Linked DNA regions of Bombyx mori: region 1 is linked to region 2. A link is a contact called in public Hi-C data. All regions are on one chromosome and are shown on one strand. Each heading gives the region's core, a stretch centred on a gene start, on an enhancer-like site or on the middle of the called end of the contact. The rest is flanking DNA. Distances are from core to core; before and after follow the strand shown. Region 1 holds the start of Sir-3 (sid-1-related gene3). Region 2 overlaps LOC101739734.

Region 1 (6,782 bases), core at 4,221-6,720, 63 kb after region 2:
TACCCGGACATAGCGCTCTGGAAACACCGAGAAAAGGAACTATTTCCAAAATGGGATGAAATGTGTGTCTGTCTGTTTCCAGTTTCTGCCTGTCGGCGTCCCACACCCGGGAGCAGCTGGACCGGTGCCTGCTGGCCGTGGAGCAGGTGGCGGACGAGCTGGGCCTGCGCTACTCGCGCCGCCGCCCCCTCGCGGAGCCCCGACCCTCGTAAACCTTCACGCTGCACAGATACAAATAAAAGTTGCATGAAATGCATACTTTAACTGTTATGAAATTCGCGAATCGATCATAGAAAATACTTACTCGAGTTAATTACATACTTGTTTAATTAAAAGTTTCGTGGTGGGTTGGATGTTCTGATGTTCCGCAAAAGGGCGCCGCGTCCCCGCACTGGCCCCGCACTCTGTGTGCACACCATCACTAAAGATGTAATGAAGTACCCATATACTGATGTGATCACTGAAGTGCACCTTTAAAAGCGGAACAATAAGCATTATTATTGCATTTAATTATTTTTATGAAGATAACATTAAGTATCAGTAGTGAGCAGCGGCACGAGTCCGCGAGACGGCGGGCGGGCACTGAAGAGAACTTCTAAAATTAAATTGTGTTCAAAGTGCACAAGGACTATATTGGAATGCACTGAATGTAATGGAATGAGCTGCAGCCTCAATTGATTTATGAAAAACTAGTTCATCTTATTATATGATATTATATAAGCTGATGTAGATCAATAAACAATCGAAGACGCTTCACACTGCGTCACCCGCCCACAGACCTGCGCGGTCTGTGCGTGCAAACCGGGCTCACCGACAGTATTGGGGGCCGCCCCCGCCGCCGGCAAACCGGACTGGGACCACCTGTTTCTTCACAAATTGATCAGTCCATGTTCACATCGGGTCCGGTGGACCGGCGCACGAGTCTTCATGAGCGTGTTCGTGTGACTATTTTTATACTCAATAAATTATATTTTGTCACGCTGCATCGTTATTTTTCTTAATATAAGAATAGTGAGTCGTCGATTCAATGCACACAATTCGTGACACAAAATTAACAGAATGAAGTTGCCCACTAAATCGCTCATTACAATACGACCGACGTAACTTGGCGAGTCTGAATATAGCCGCAGGTGAACTTTCCGAACCCTTTTTTTTGTCCTACCTATGCTGATAGCCTTGAGAGGCTATTTCAACTTCACACTAACGTTTGTATGTGAGCTCACGGGGCTCAACCGGAGAGTTGCTAACACTGACCCTAGCAAGAGCAGTGCTTCGCAGAATCTACCACCGGATGGAAACGCGACCCACTGAGAAGATCCGGCGAGAAACTCATTGGGCTGTGTCTGTGGGTTAGTTCGCATGACGTCGAGCCCTTCGTCGCAAGCGACGGGTTCGACGAGGACGGTGACCGGCCGAACCGTACCGAGAATTACCGAATTTATACGATTTCAAGAAAAGGGATGTCCAATATGCGTGTTTGAGGATGTTGTTCAATTGATTTTTTTTCAAATTGATTAAAGTTTAAATAAAAAAAAAAGAAATTTAATAAAACTTCTTACGCGCGTACATAAGTACACGGACCGTTTTTTGTTATATGGTGAGCGAAATCACGACCCAGCTGACGTCAAGTGGTTACGGGAGTCCATGGACAATCAAACATCAATGTCGACACGAGGTTGAAGTAGTATGTCTGCAGCGCGGCAAACTGAACAGAAGGGCGGTACCCACACGCAGGGCACACCCGCTGACCGACACCCATCACACACTATGACAAACCGATTTAGATTCAATCTGTACATGACGAATGACCGATGCCCTGACTATTTCGAAAAGGCACGATGTCAGGCATGCTGATGTCACTACCTTCATTCATAACGGTGGTGGCTCATGCGTAGTGAAGTAGTAGGAACACAAACATGTGTACCTGTAGCCGTTTATTTCCCTTTATAATATTCAAGAGGTCCGACCTGTTCGGCGGTTTGTACTCGACCACGGTCCTCCTGCGTTGTTGGCAGGAGTGATGTTTATGCTGGTAGAATGATGAACAACGAGTGGTAGTGGTGAATGATGGTGGGGATGAGGCTTTGAGACGTTTGATAATGACGATCAAACACAAAGTAAACTAGAATAACACTGAGTAAGCCAATATTAATCAACACAGAGTCAGAGGTGTGACAGCAACCTCCTTTAATATTTCCATGCTGGAGCTCTCACCCATACAGGAACTGTACAGACCACAGGAGCGATGGGAGAGGGCTGCAGCGTGCGCTCAAGCCCTCTTCAGTGGAGGTATTTACACCGATCCGGACCCAAGAGAGCACGGAGCGGAAGGGTCCCTCCCCTGACGGTTCCACTATCGCCTCCAGACGGGGTGGCGCGGTTCTCTGCCTCTCGAAATGTGAGGAGAGGGTGAAACCCAGTCCCAAGACGGGCTCATAGATCCTTTTTAACTCCGAAAGATGAAGAAGTTCTCGGGGAAACGTCTTACCATCGGGTGTTTTGGCGTGTAACGGACAATGTTGTGGAGATGCTTATGGGGACCGTTTTCGGCTCGTACATGTTGCAGGCGAGTCTACCGACGAACTCCACACCCAAGTCGCGGGCGATAACGTCGTTCCTGATGTACCGCCTTGCCCCGATAATAGTACGGAGGGAACGATTTTCCTGGGCCTGTAACCTCGCCCACTGGGACGGCGACAAGGCTATTGGTGGTAGGACGTCTGGTGAGTTCGCATGGGTAGGTTCCACCATCCTGCCTATTTCTGCCGTGAAGCAGTAATGCGTTTCGGTTTGAAGGGTGGGGGAGCCACTGTACTGTACTGAGACTTTAGAAATATCTCCAAGTAGATGGCAGTATTTACATTGTAGATGTGTTTGGGCTCCGGTAACCACTTAACACCAGATCTACGACCAGAGCGGTAGCCCCGCGTCCCGCTGGTTGTGAAGCAGCCCCTCGTGTCACACACGGTCAAAGGCCTCAATATCGAGTGTATTGTTCCGAGTTGCGCCGATCCAGAAAGTGGTGCAGAACGCGGTTCAGTTACAGAGTTGTTGGTTGGCCGGTCCTAAAGCCGACTTGCTCCGGCCTGAGGAAAATATACGACGATATTCAGTCAGGAGAAACATCTCAAACAACTTGTCCCCGTGCAATAGTAAGGTAACCAGTCGATAGTTGGAGACCTTTCGCCTATCCTTTACGGGTTCTAGCAAGACAATAATCTAAGTAAGGTAGACTTGGACCAGCCTGTAGTTCTCCATCGACGGCGGCAGAATACGACAGTATGTCCCCATTCGACGCACAAAGCGAGCTCTGAAGGCGTTTCGTGATGGCTGCGATGTAGTGGGTCCAATTGGTGAGCGTCTCCACCATCATCGGCGGATGTCGTTTGAGCTCCACTCTGTCCTTCCCGTCCCGATTTGACTTCGAGGTAGCTAGCATCCCCTTGTCCGCTCTCGGATAGAGATATTTGTACTAAAGCTAAGGTCCGCACGAGCAATGTTTTCAAACTTCACTAAAAGTTAGCGGTGGGTAGTTTATTTAACTAATCACCCTCGGATAGACCGAACAATAACATTTGGATATTCGTCTTCAATACAGTTATATTGTTGGGGTTTAATCTCTTGACACGTTGTGTTATTTTTGCCTCTACCTGACACATTAGAAAGGTATTATTTGTCTTTTAAAGCTAAACATAAAAGTTTTCTTAAAATAAATATCAAAGGTTCGTGCTAAGCAATGATACAGCAGTTACTCTACCGCTGAAACCAAGTTATAAGTAAACCGTGGGTATCGAAGCGTTGGTTCTCTCGTCCCTACGCGGCACGGAGCGGCACGTCAGCGCGCAACGACCTTGTGAAATTACTGAACTATAAAAATGTATTGTTATTTGGAATTCATTAAACTGTACTGGGAATGTTGCAGTGACGATTCTTATGATAGTGCCCTGTCAATCCCTGTAAATCACGACTAAATTTGAATCCACGTGTCTTATTGTTGATTGTTGGGTGATAATTGGAATTCAAAAGCCATGTTCATATACCTATATATAATTCTGAGCGATTCCCGTCTGTCCGTGCGACAGGGACGGGTGTAGGTTTCGAGTCGAAGTTAGTCTCGACCTTCTCAACCAAAGCTCGTTTGGCTCCCGGTGAACTTATTAACACCTGCCTATATCTACTATCGACCTAAAGTTGTGAAATACGCTGAGAAAAGTTATAGCGCAGGTATATGGAAAAATTTGAAAATTGTTTATTAGTACCTTTAACGAATTTTTTCAAATAAAGATCAATTTATTTTCGTCCTTCAAATCAAAAGGCACTCCACAATTTGATGTGATTAAGATTCTTATGCTGCTCGAAAATGAGCTTTTGGGCTGTGAATTCGTCCACCCATATAAGCAAAAAAATAAATAAAAAAAGCTTTGCTTAGATAAGGATGAACGCGCTAGTCTTATCTTCATTATAGTACATCCGAGTATTTGCCTAAAAAGTTTGAAATTTCGACACCTACGTAACGCCTGTGACTTCACCCTTGCGGTCTAAACATGGGTGGCCTTGAACTATCTACCAAGATCGCTTATGATATAATAAATACAGAGTTGTAAATTAACAGTATGAAATTTAACAAGATGAACCCGAACCGGATAGTAGGTACTAGAAGTATTGTTACAAATCATACGCGTGGCCCTCATTAGAAGATTTGCAGATTGGCTTCCCTCCGAATTGCAACACAAATTCTCAGCTTCCTATAGCTTTGTGGCGGAAAAAATTGCTATTTCAACATCAAAGCTCACGCTATCTCAATTACCCATTGAAATTAATATTTGAATAATCAAATAAAATTTTGATTTACGACGATTTTTCATTAATTGTGAACAAGAAGGTTATCAGTGTGTATGTGGGTCACAACCGACATTGTACATCCACCAGGCTTACGTCACCACAGTGACAAGGAACTAATACAGATTGTCATGTACCTATATTGTTATTACTTAGGTACTAATATATAATAAGTGAGTTAACTCAACAAGATGCAAATCAAGACCAGATTAGTATTGTCTTGTCTTGGAGTACACGTCTTCGACGACACATGACACACGACACACGACACACGACGACATCACGCCGCTTAGCAAGTGGACAGTCCTTGACCCCCAGTACCCCCTTCCCCTGTCTCCTCGCACACCCTGCGGTACTTCATACTCAGAAAGGTACGTAATACAAGTTAAATTTAGATTCCTAAAAACACAAATATTAGTTGTGAATTTGATAAGCTTTAAATACGCACTTAATTCCACAATTACATACGTCTATTAAAGCATTGCAAGCGCAGCACCGGGACGCACGCTCGCCGCGAGGCTCCGCCACCAGTCGCGCCGACCAGTGCTGTAGCCGTTTCTTATCGTATCAAATCTGGTACATTTATCCGATAAGTAGACTGATTCACGGGGCGAGTGATACAGGTCGCGCTAGTTATCGATGTATTCCAAAACTTGATAGTGGTGTCGGCGTACTGATAACGCGCAAGCCTGATTCTGCGAACGCCGAATTCCCAAGTACTCATCCAGTGACTCTTGGAATGTGTATTAGTATTGACGGATGTGGTTAGTAGCGTGCGCGATGCAGCGATGATCTCGTGGTGCGCCCTAGCCTTGTGCGTGAGCGTAGTCCTCGCAAGCAACATCACCGTCGAGCAGAGAATGTGAGTACCCAGGGAACGTGAAGCCAGGCCTTTCTAGACCAGTGCTGTCTGCTACTCTTGAAACTGCCACAGCAAATACAAAGCAGTCAGCAACTCTAGTTTATAGGTTAGGCTAACATTCGTAACAATACACCCGTGGATATAATTTAGGTATATTCGCGACCCAGCTTCAGACATGAGGTCGAAGCCCCACCTGTATTGTGTAACGGCTGCTCCGTCCTTCAAATCACAACGCATGCTTCGCGGCAGAAATAGTCAGAATGATGGTAACTGCTCGTATAGGCAATGTGCGAGTACAGTACTTAGAGAACTGCTGTTTATTCTCCGGTCAATTCCAAAGTTGATTAGTAGTTAGACGCCACCACGGCGACGGGAGGAAGCGCGGTGGTAGGTAATATTTTAGGCCACCGCACACCCAAAACTCAACACATGTCACTCGCGCAGTACAAACACACTGGGAATCAACACTGATAGTCAACTCGGCACCGGCATTTCGATTTCATTTAAACAAGATTATTTAATAGCGAAATGCAAAACTATCGATTAGGAACTGAACTCCGACTTCAGCATGCACAGTGGTGTAGCTTGGTGCTTCATATTATGATTCCTCGCTAGTGAAAGTCATTTCAGTGACGATTGGAAATGATCAGCATGAATTCACATTTACATAGCTGAGCACGTATTTACGTATTTACCTACTGTATATAAAAACACTAAATCCGTTCTAATAGAGGAGGCCTTAGCCAAAGTTGGGCAAACCGTCGAAGTTGTCGAAGTCATCGACTCAGCAGAGCCGATAAGTTAAATTTATTATTTGTAAATATCTTTTTAGCTCTTCCCAATATACGTATTAATTGTAAATGCCGTCTTTCCTTAACTGTCTATCAAAACTAATATTAAACCGGAGTATTTGTTTGTGGGCTACAAAAATCATCATGACATAGCTATTTACGTATATAGTAAATACTTTAAAACCATAAATTATAGCAAATTATCCACAAACACACACACAAAGACTAACACACACACACATTTAAAAGTAGGTAGGTATTTAATGACTAAACTTTTGCACAGAACTGGG
Region 2 (7,556 bases), core at 4,633-7,132:
TTTCACGAGCGCAGTGAGATCCACTTCTTGGGGCGTGGGTTGAAAGTGGCGTTTAAAATAAATGAACAGATGTTTCGCAAATAGCTGTTTTATACAATGTACATACATATGTACGTATTTAAATGTGAATAAAATCATTATGGTAAAATATGTATGTACAAAACTTTACAGTGCCTATACATACATACATACTTGTATGAAACTGCAGATGCATAGTTAAATAGTTTAAGTTATTTTCAATGTTAAAATATGTTTGTGATGTGGCTGTACTTTTTTTAAATAAATAAATAAACGAGCTCTAAGGCCCTGAACACCGGAGCCTATGTGCACGAGAATGGCGCCACCTACCTTGACACATGGGGCATATGTATATGCGTTTAATATTAAAAACATGCACTTTATATTTAACACGAAAACACGGCCGTAGCGCAATATTTTCACAGACAACATAAATTTTCAATTGCATTCTCGTTCACATAAATGATGAATTTAAATAGTTATCTACATTACTAGAATAAAATTATTTATTACCTTCATTCATTATCATTACGTACAACTTCAAAACTGACACAATAGAAATGTTTTTAGTACCTAATGGAGGATTGTCGCTGGTCTTAAGTCATTACATGCCAACCGTAATTGAAATGATTCTAATATAACTTTACATTATAACAATAATAAAGCATTTTTACGTTATTCAGCAGTTCAGTTCATGTACAGTTCTTGTTTAGGTACGTATAACGTAGAGCGGGTAATAAGCGAGATTTCCGAAATCTATATTATAATACTTATCTGTGATCGATTGTGTCAATAAATTAATAAAATGTCGGTTCATGTTGAGGATTTGTGTTCCGAAAGTATACGGAGCAACAACGAGGATACATTATTATCGTGATTTTTATTACAGTTACTATTCACAGGTGGCGCAGTGGCATCATGAGTGGTGGTCGTCATCACATCGCAGGTTCAGGTTCTCTACACGGGGACAGGGTCTCATGTGACGCACCCCGGTCGCCGGCAATCCAGCTAGCACTCTTCGCCAATGATACGGCTATCTACTACTTGAGTAGGAAGACGTCGATCATCCATAATAAGCTTCACATCGCGGCCAGGGAAGTTGTTCCGGAAGTGGCACATTAACCTCCACAAAAAGCACAGCCGTGCTATTCAAAAGGGGTCGCAACCGAGACCACTTCAAGTATCAGGTCAAGTACTCCGCGGGGGTCACTTTCGACAGAGGGATGACATTCCGTCTTCACGCTTTCCGCATACACACAACTCTCTCCAGGTCATCCAATCCCGCTTTTGCTGAACAGCCCTCGGAGCACCGTCGTATTTTTTTTATTACTTAAGTGGGTGGACGATCTCACGGCCCACCTGTTTTTAAGCGGTTACCGGACCCCATAGACATCTACAACGTAAATACCGCCATATACCTTGAAAACATAAGTTCTAAGGTCTCAGTATAGTCACAACGGCTTACCCACCCTTCAAACCGAAACGCATTACTGCTTCACGGCAGAAATAGGCAGGGGATGGTACCTACCCGTGCGAACTCACCAGAGATCCTAACACCAGTATGCGAGGAGTTTAGGTCTTCACGACGACCACCAATTAGAATCGATACGTATTAAGTGAAAAAAGTGTCAGAACGCTTCTTCGAACAAGCGGCGCGACACGAAAACGCTCTTCTCCCTCCCACTACATAGCCGACCCAGGTGACGAGGTAACGCACGGCCACTGTCATCCTAAGCACGTCCTCCTTCACTCGATCCCTCTCGGTGATTTTCGGTTCTCTAAGCATCGATCACCATTCTCGTCGAATTCTTCAATAACACGAACAGTTCGACGTGCAACTTAACCCAGAGACACAATCTGTTCAAGTGTGTCGAGATTCCAATCCGGCGGTAGATTTAGCGAAACGCTTCTCTTGTAAGGGCTAGTGATAGCAAATCCTCTCTGTTTGAGCCCCGTGAACTCACCTACCAATTCGCGCAGTTGGAATAGCACCTTAGCCTAAGCTCTTTAAGTAAAGGGAAAAACACATACTTAGTTATACCATCCTGCTACGAAGTAATCATTCGATCAGCTTCAAAGGTAGATACATTCTTTAATTCTATTAATACTTCGACTAGTGTCTCAAAGTGGCTGGTCTTGTTAATATAAAGTGAGCCCTACGCGGCCGCGGGTGGATGGTGAGAGTGCTCATAACTTGCCCTCCTGGCACAGCCGTCGAAGATAGCAAATATCACATTAGTTTCACAAAACTATTGATATTGAAAAAATATTGAAATATACAACACTTAATTCAATCAAGCTTAGCAATCCTCAACTTCCGACACGCGCTCAGACCCGCTTCGTGGCAGGGGACAAGAGAATCCTACACCAAATATTGGAAACAGTGTAGTGTAGTAATAAAATCAATAAATCACTCACATTTTGACGACAAACCGGTAATGGTGAATATAATAAAATAACCTTTGCCGGGTGAGCGCTCGACTCTGTTTGCTTCGCGGCGGCGGTGGTCGCGCTCAGACAGTAAAAATGTAAGACTAAATAAGATACATTACGCTCCACATTCTCTCGCTGGATGTTGACGCACCCATTCTTATTTATTTTAGATTTAACTTGGGTTACATATGTTGAAATATGAAATCCTACGACACGATTTACCGCGGGGACAATGTTGTCGTCAAATACTATAAGTAGGTAGTAGCTTTAATTTTTTTTGTTTTAATTAAAATGTAATAAAATGTGTGCGTCTATCAGAATACTAATAGGTAATACAGTTGCACTACAACCGCAAATCTATTTCAACAGACTAAAATAATCCAACAAGCTCTCAAATTTATATGCAAAATCGCAACGAGTTGTTGTCGAGAAAAAAAATAACTGATATTTTTTCTCGTTTTATCGCACAAGTTGAAACGAGACAGGAAGTGAATTTAAATAATTATTTACATATCACCTTTATGTAATAGAGACAAAAATTTGAAAATTATTAGGACTAGTTTTTATTTGATTCGATAAATGCGGGTCATTTTTCTGGGCTCTATGTATAATTTAGTAATATTTGACTTTTTATGTCCGATTACATTCTGTCGAATTTCTGTGAATGCAACTATTATAGCTCTCAACATTCATTTCACGCACGATTGTTCACGAAGAACTTCTCCTTAACGCTATCTAGATATGCTATCATGATTACAGAAATAAACAATAGCCCGATGGCTTCAACCAAAATTACAATAATATACGATTTGGAACAAAATATTTTCACCCTTAATATCACGAAAATGTTGACTGGTAGAGAATTTCTAAGGCATTATAAGGCCGCCAACGTAATTTTTACATGAAATGTTATAAATAAATAAAAATGATCCAATCGAGTACCAAGATTTTCAAAAGCAATTGTTTAAATTCAACAAACGCTAAGCGGTAAACGTACTGTTTAATTACAGATACAGACACAAACGACAACATAGTTAAAATTACCAGTTGCCGTTATGTTTTGCGTAGCACTCTTTGCTTGTGAATGAGCGCACTGATCTCTGTGGAAGCTCCACGCTGGTGACGAAGCGTTCCGGCGACTCCAGGGGTAATTTAGACGCTGGGAAAACGACCTCGTGTCTCGGTGTGGCTGGGCTGGGCTGGCTGGCATTCAGTTACCGCACTTTACATTGGCTCACTTATATTAAAACCTTACAGAATAATATGCACACTTATATTAGATCAATATGCATGCAAATAAAATTGGTGAAGTGCACTCCTACCTGTGGGTGGGAAGTGGCGCAGCCAACCACGAGTGTTGACGGACTCTGGGCTGGCCATGTCCGCACACCACCGCGTGCTGCCGCCTTTAGCTGACGACAACATACAATGTTAGCCACAATTATATACTTATTTACGCGATAATTCGAAGCCAGGCTGAATGTGATTAACTAAGCGTTGTTGCTGAGCGCAAGTGGCAGCGGATTTAGTCGATAGCGACCAGCGAATAGGAGAAACCAGTATACGTGCTAATAGTAGGTCTATACCTATGACCATTTCACTAGCCATTTCAGACGCAATGTATTGATGACTATAAATTCTATAGTCACATGAATATTATTCTAAAATATGGAATTCTATTATTAAATTCAGTCGTTTCTTTATTGATTAGGTAATGTTGTATTTTTACTACATTTTTATCTTTGCCATCAAATAAAGATAATAATATGATAAAAATAACCGAAAACAAGTCAACAACCACGAGTTAAAGGCGGCGGAACTCTACCGCTGAGTCAGCCGCAGCTCTCAACGTCAGCGTCAGAACAATATTGGTCCATTTGCGTCAAGTTGGCGAGGTAACAAATCTCATAAGTGTGAGCTGCACGAACTGAAGGATCGCCAGCGCGACGCACACGTCATGGTGTGCCGTGCGTTGCCTAACAGACACAGAAACGAAGGGGCTTTGAACCGTATTGTCACTTGCGATGAAAAGTTGACTCTTTGTGATAATCGTAAGCAGTCATCACTTTAATGAGACACTGGTTCAACACTTAGGCAAAGCACCAAACGAAAATTTATTGGGCAGGGAAAAGAAATCAACCCGTGAGGCAGTGCACAATGCCTTTCAAGAGTTTGTTGGCTAAAATTACATCTGCGCTGGCAGAGATGTATTGATACCATGGGTGCACATTTTGAAAGGCAAAAACAATTTATAAAAAATGACTGACTTCAAAAACCTAATATATTGTGGTGGTTAAGATAGGAAATTGCGAGAAAGAGAAGCGGTAATAACGTCAACTGCTACATTCGTTGAGGAAGAATCTAGAAAAAAAACTTATTTATAAGTAGACATGTTAGATTAGCTTAGACCACATTATTCATACCTGCTTATTATTGTAATATTTCAGAACGTTATATTTTAAATATGAATTTAAATCGCGTGTTTGATATTTCGAATAATTATAATATATTTGTAAATGAATATACCTGTTATCGGCAATCACTTTAGTCTGGTTTCTATGGATCGCCTACCCAGACGTTATACCTATCCATATATAATTTTGCAAATCGATAACTAGGCAATCTAATAGCGGACGTTTAGCTGAGAACGATTGAGTTAGTAAATCCTTTCTCTTACGACCAGTCCAAGCAGCAGCAAGACCATATGCAAATCGACGTGCTCCACTGCCAGTAATAAGACATATATAAATGCTAGTTGCTGTTATTCCTTCATCATGGATGCCGATTGTGAACAGGTGTTAGAAAAAATCTTACCTGTTTATGGGATTTGAACTCGGGAATAGTCGCATCGCTTTTATTATTTTTTCATTGCTTAGGTGGGTGGACGAGCTCACAGCCCACCTGGTGTTAAGTGGTTACCGTAGTCCATAGACATCTACAACGTAAATGCGCCACTCACCTTGAGATATGATCTAAGGTCTCAGTATAGTTACAACGACTGCCCCGCCCTTCAAACCGAAACGCATTACTGCTTCACGGCAGAAATAGGCGTGGTGGTGGTACTTACCCGTTCGGACTCACAAGAGCACCAGTAATTACACAAATTATAATTTTGCGGGTTTTGATTTTTATTACACGATGTTATTCCTTCACCGTTTAAGCCAATCGTGAACATTTGTTGAGTACGTATTTCATTAGAAAAATTTGTACCTGCCTGGGATTCGAACACAGGTGCATCGCTCACACGAATGCACCGGACGTCTTATCCTTTAGGCCATGACGACTTCACTTCTAAAACATAAACATACATTAAGCAGTAACCGCCGCAGAAGGCACCGAATGATGAAATTAAATCATCGCCCCTGTAACGCGCATTAATCGATCGGTCATCATTCTTAATTATTGTTATCTAATGTAGCCCAGTGAGTTGTATCGCGTCGCCTCTTATCGTTTAGTTAAAACAACCGAATCATTTGAAGGTCGCAAAGATGCCAGTCCCGAGTCGTTCAGAGTAGTTCAGATAAGCCGGGCACAGGCAGGACCCAAGGCTGCAGGTCGGGCCCCCGGCTGGACTCCGCACCATGCCTCAAAGAAGCTTATATTCACGAATATTATTACGCATAAAAAACTATACAACTAAAACAGAACACATTAAAATGTTATCAGTTGACACAAATGAACTGTCTTATGTGTAATTAATGTATTTAGTACATCTTTACTCTGTTGTCCATGAGTTTTTTTTTTGTTAACAAACACCGTTAGTTTTGACTTCCTACTACGATGGGAATTATCTTGAAACTTGTGTGGCGGGCTGCTCTCCATGACACGACTATTTATCTTATACTTCTCGAGTTTATCGTCACAACGATTCAAAAAACTCCGATTTGATTAATGGCAAAGCCCGCTCAAAAGAACTTTTCATGTGTGAGAGAGAGAGAGAGAGAGAGTATTCTTTATTGTACACCAAAAAACAAATAAACAGTGCGATACATTAAAAACAAAAAAGTACAATTGGCGGTCTTATCGCTAAGAGCGATCTCTTCCAGACAACCATCAGGTGGACAAAAATCATTTGGAAACGAACTACGCGCGGTGTACCATTCCAGTGAAATACATATACATATATGTGTGCCATATACAGTCTTTAAATATCCAATAATATTGCGCAGACCATTGTGCTGTTGACAAATACTTTATAGATTTGCAAAGGACAACCGTTTACAGAAAAAGTGCATACATTTTATAAGCATTGATTAAACTCAACACTGTAAGACCAACATAATGATCAAATATTAAGTATTTATTTCAAATAAAAAATCTACGCTGTGAATTGTATGCAATTTCATACTTTTCAATTCCCACTGACTGAAAAACAAATGTATAACTATTTAAAGTATCATGAACCTAGCACCATCTAATTTATGTAAATATATGTATCTCTGAACGTCTTATGTAGATTATTTGGGACACCGAGCAGATAACAAATAAACCATAAAATCTACCTGTCAATGTTATAAGATAGGGATGAGTACACGTTAATCTTACTTTAATGCCGCTGGGTAGACACGCGTTCCGATGTCAAGGGTGGGGCGGGGCGGCCGCCATACGGTGCAATGCAATTCAAACTCTTTAACTAAATATATCTAAATATATTATTTTTATATATAAGTAAAAACCCTATATAAATAAAAATCTATTTAAAAACTCAAGTAACCTCTTAAATCAGAAGGGTCAAGAGCTCGACCGTCCATCAGATAATTAAAAAAAACTACAAAACACACGCGCGCGCACAGCTAACACACACACACACACACAAGATTTTATAGTGCTGAAATATTAGAGTGGTAGAGCTATACAAAAAATCATAATTGAAATATATTTTACGAAGGTGCATCTTTATCTTTTTTTATTCGTCGCTGTGGGACGACGCGTTGATAGCTCAGAGTGCCCTTGTAACTATTACCCATCCCTTGAGCACACAATAACCGAGCAGTGACACGCTTTCGCATCTTATAGGACTTGCAATTGGAACAATACGTATAGTTAAATAATTAACCACGATGTCCACATACAAACACACAAGTCTTCGGACATGGTATATATGG

What was found. Hi-C and Micro-C count contacts between places; a contact is called where the count stands out from the background.
Region 1: a Hi-C map of whole pupa shows a contact between it and region 2, with 3 times the contacts expected there. The contact joins the promoter of Sir-3 here to the enhancer-like site in region 2. A contact is called at or near these places in 2 of 7 Hi-C or Micro-C datasets (both in whole pupa).

The regions. Positions count from the first base shown.
Region 1 is chr12:17,449,028-17,455,809 of ASM3026992v2, forward strand. It overlaps Sir-3 (sid-1-related gene3), which reads left to right and starts at 5,471. Exons shown (of 20, transcript NM_001113265.1): 1 at 5,471-5,701. The coding sequence starts at 5,628. LOC101739306 (serine palmitoyltransferase 2) reads left to right here. Exons shown (of 9, transcript XM_038014714.2): 9 at 83-983. The coding sequence ends at 212.
Region 2 is chr12:17,385,644-17,393,199 of ASM3026992v2, forward strand. All of the region lies in intron 1 of LOC101739734, which reads right to left. Among protein-coding and RNA genes, the nearest start is that of LOC101739734, 9.7 kb to the right of the region's middle. Within about 2 kb of position 5,883, at least 2 of the 8 cell types and tissues checked have open chromatin away from gene starts, as enhancers often do.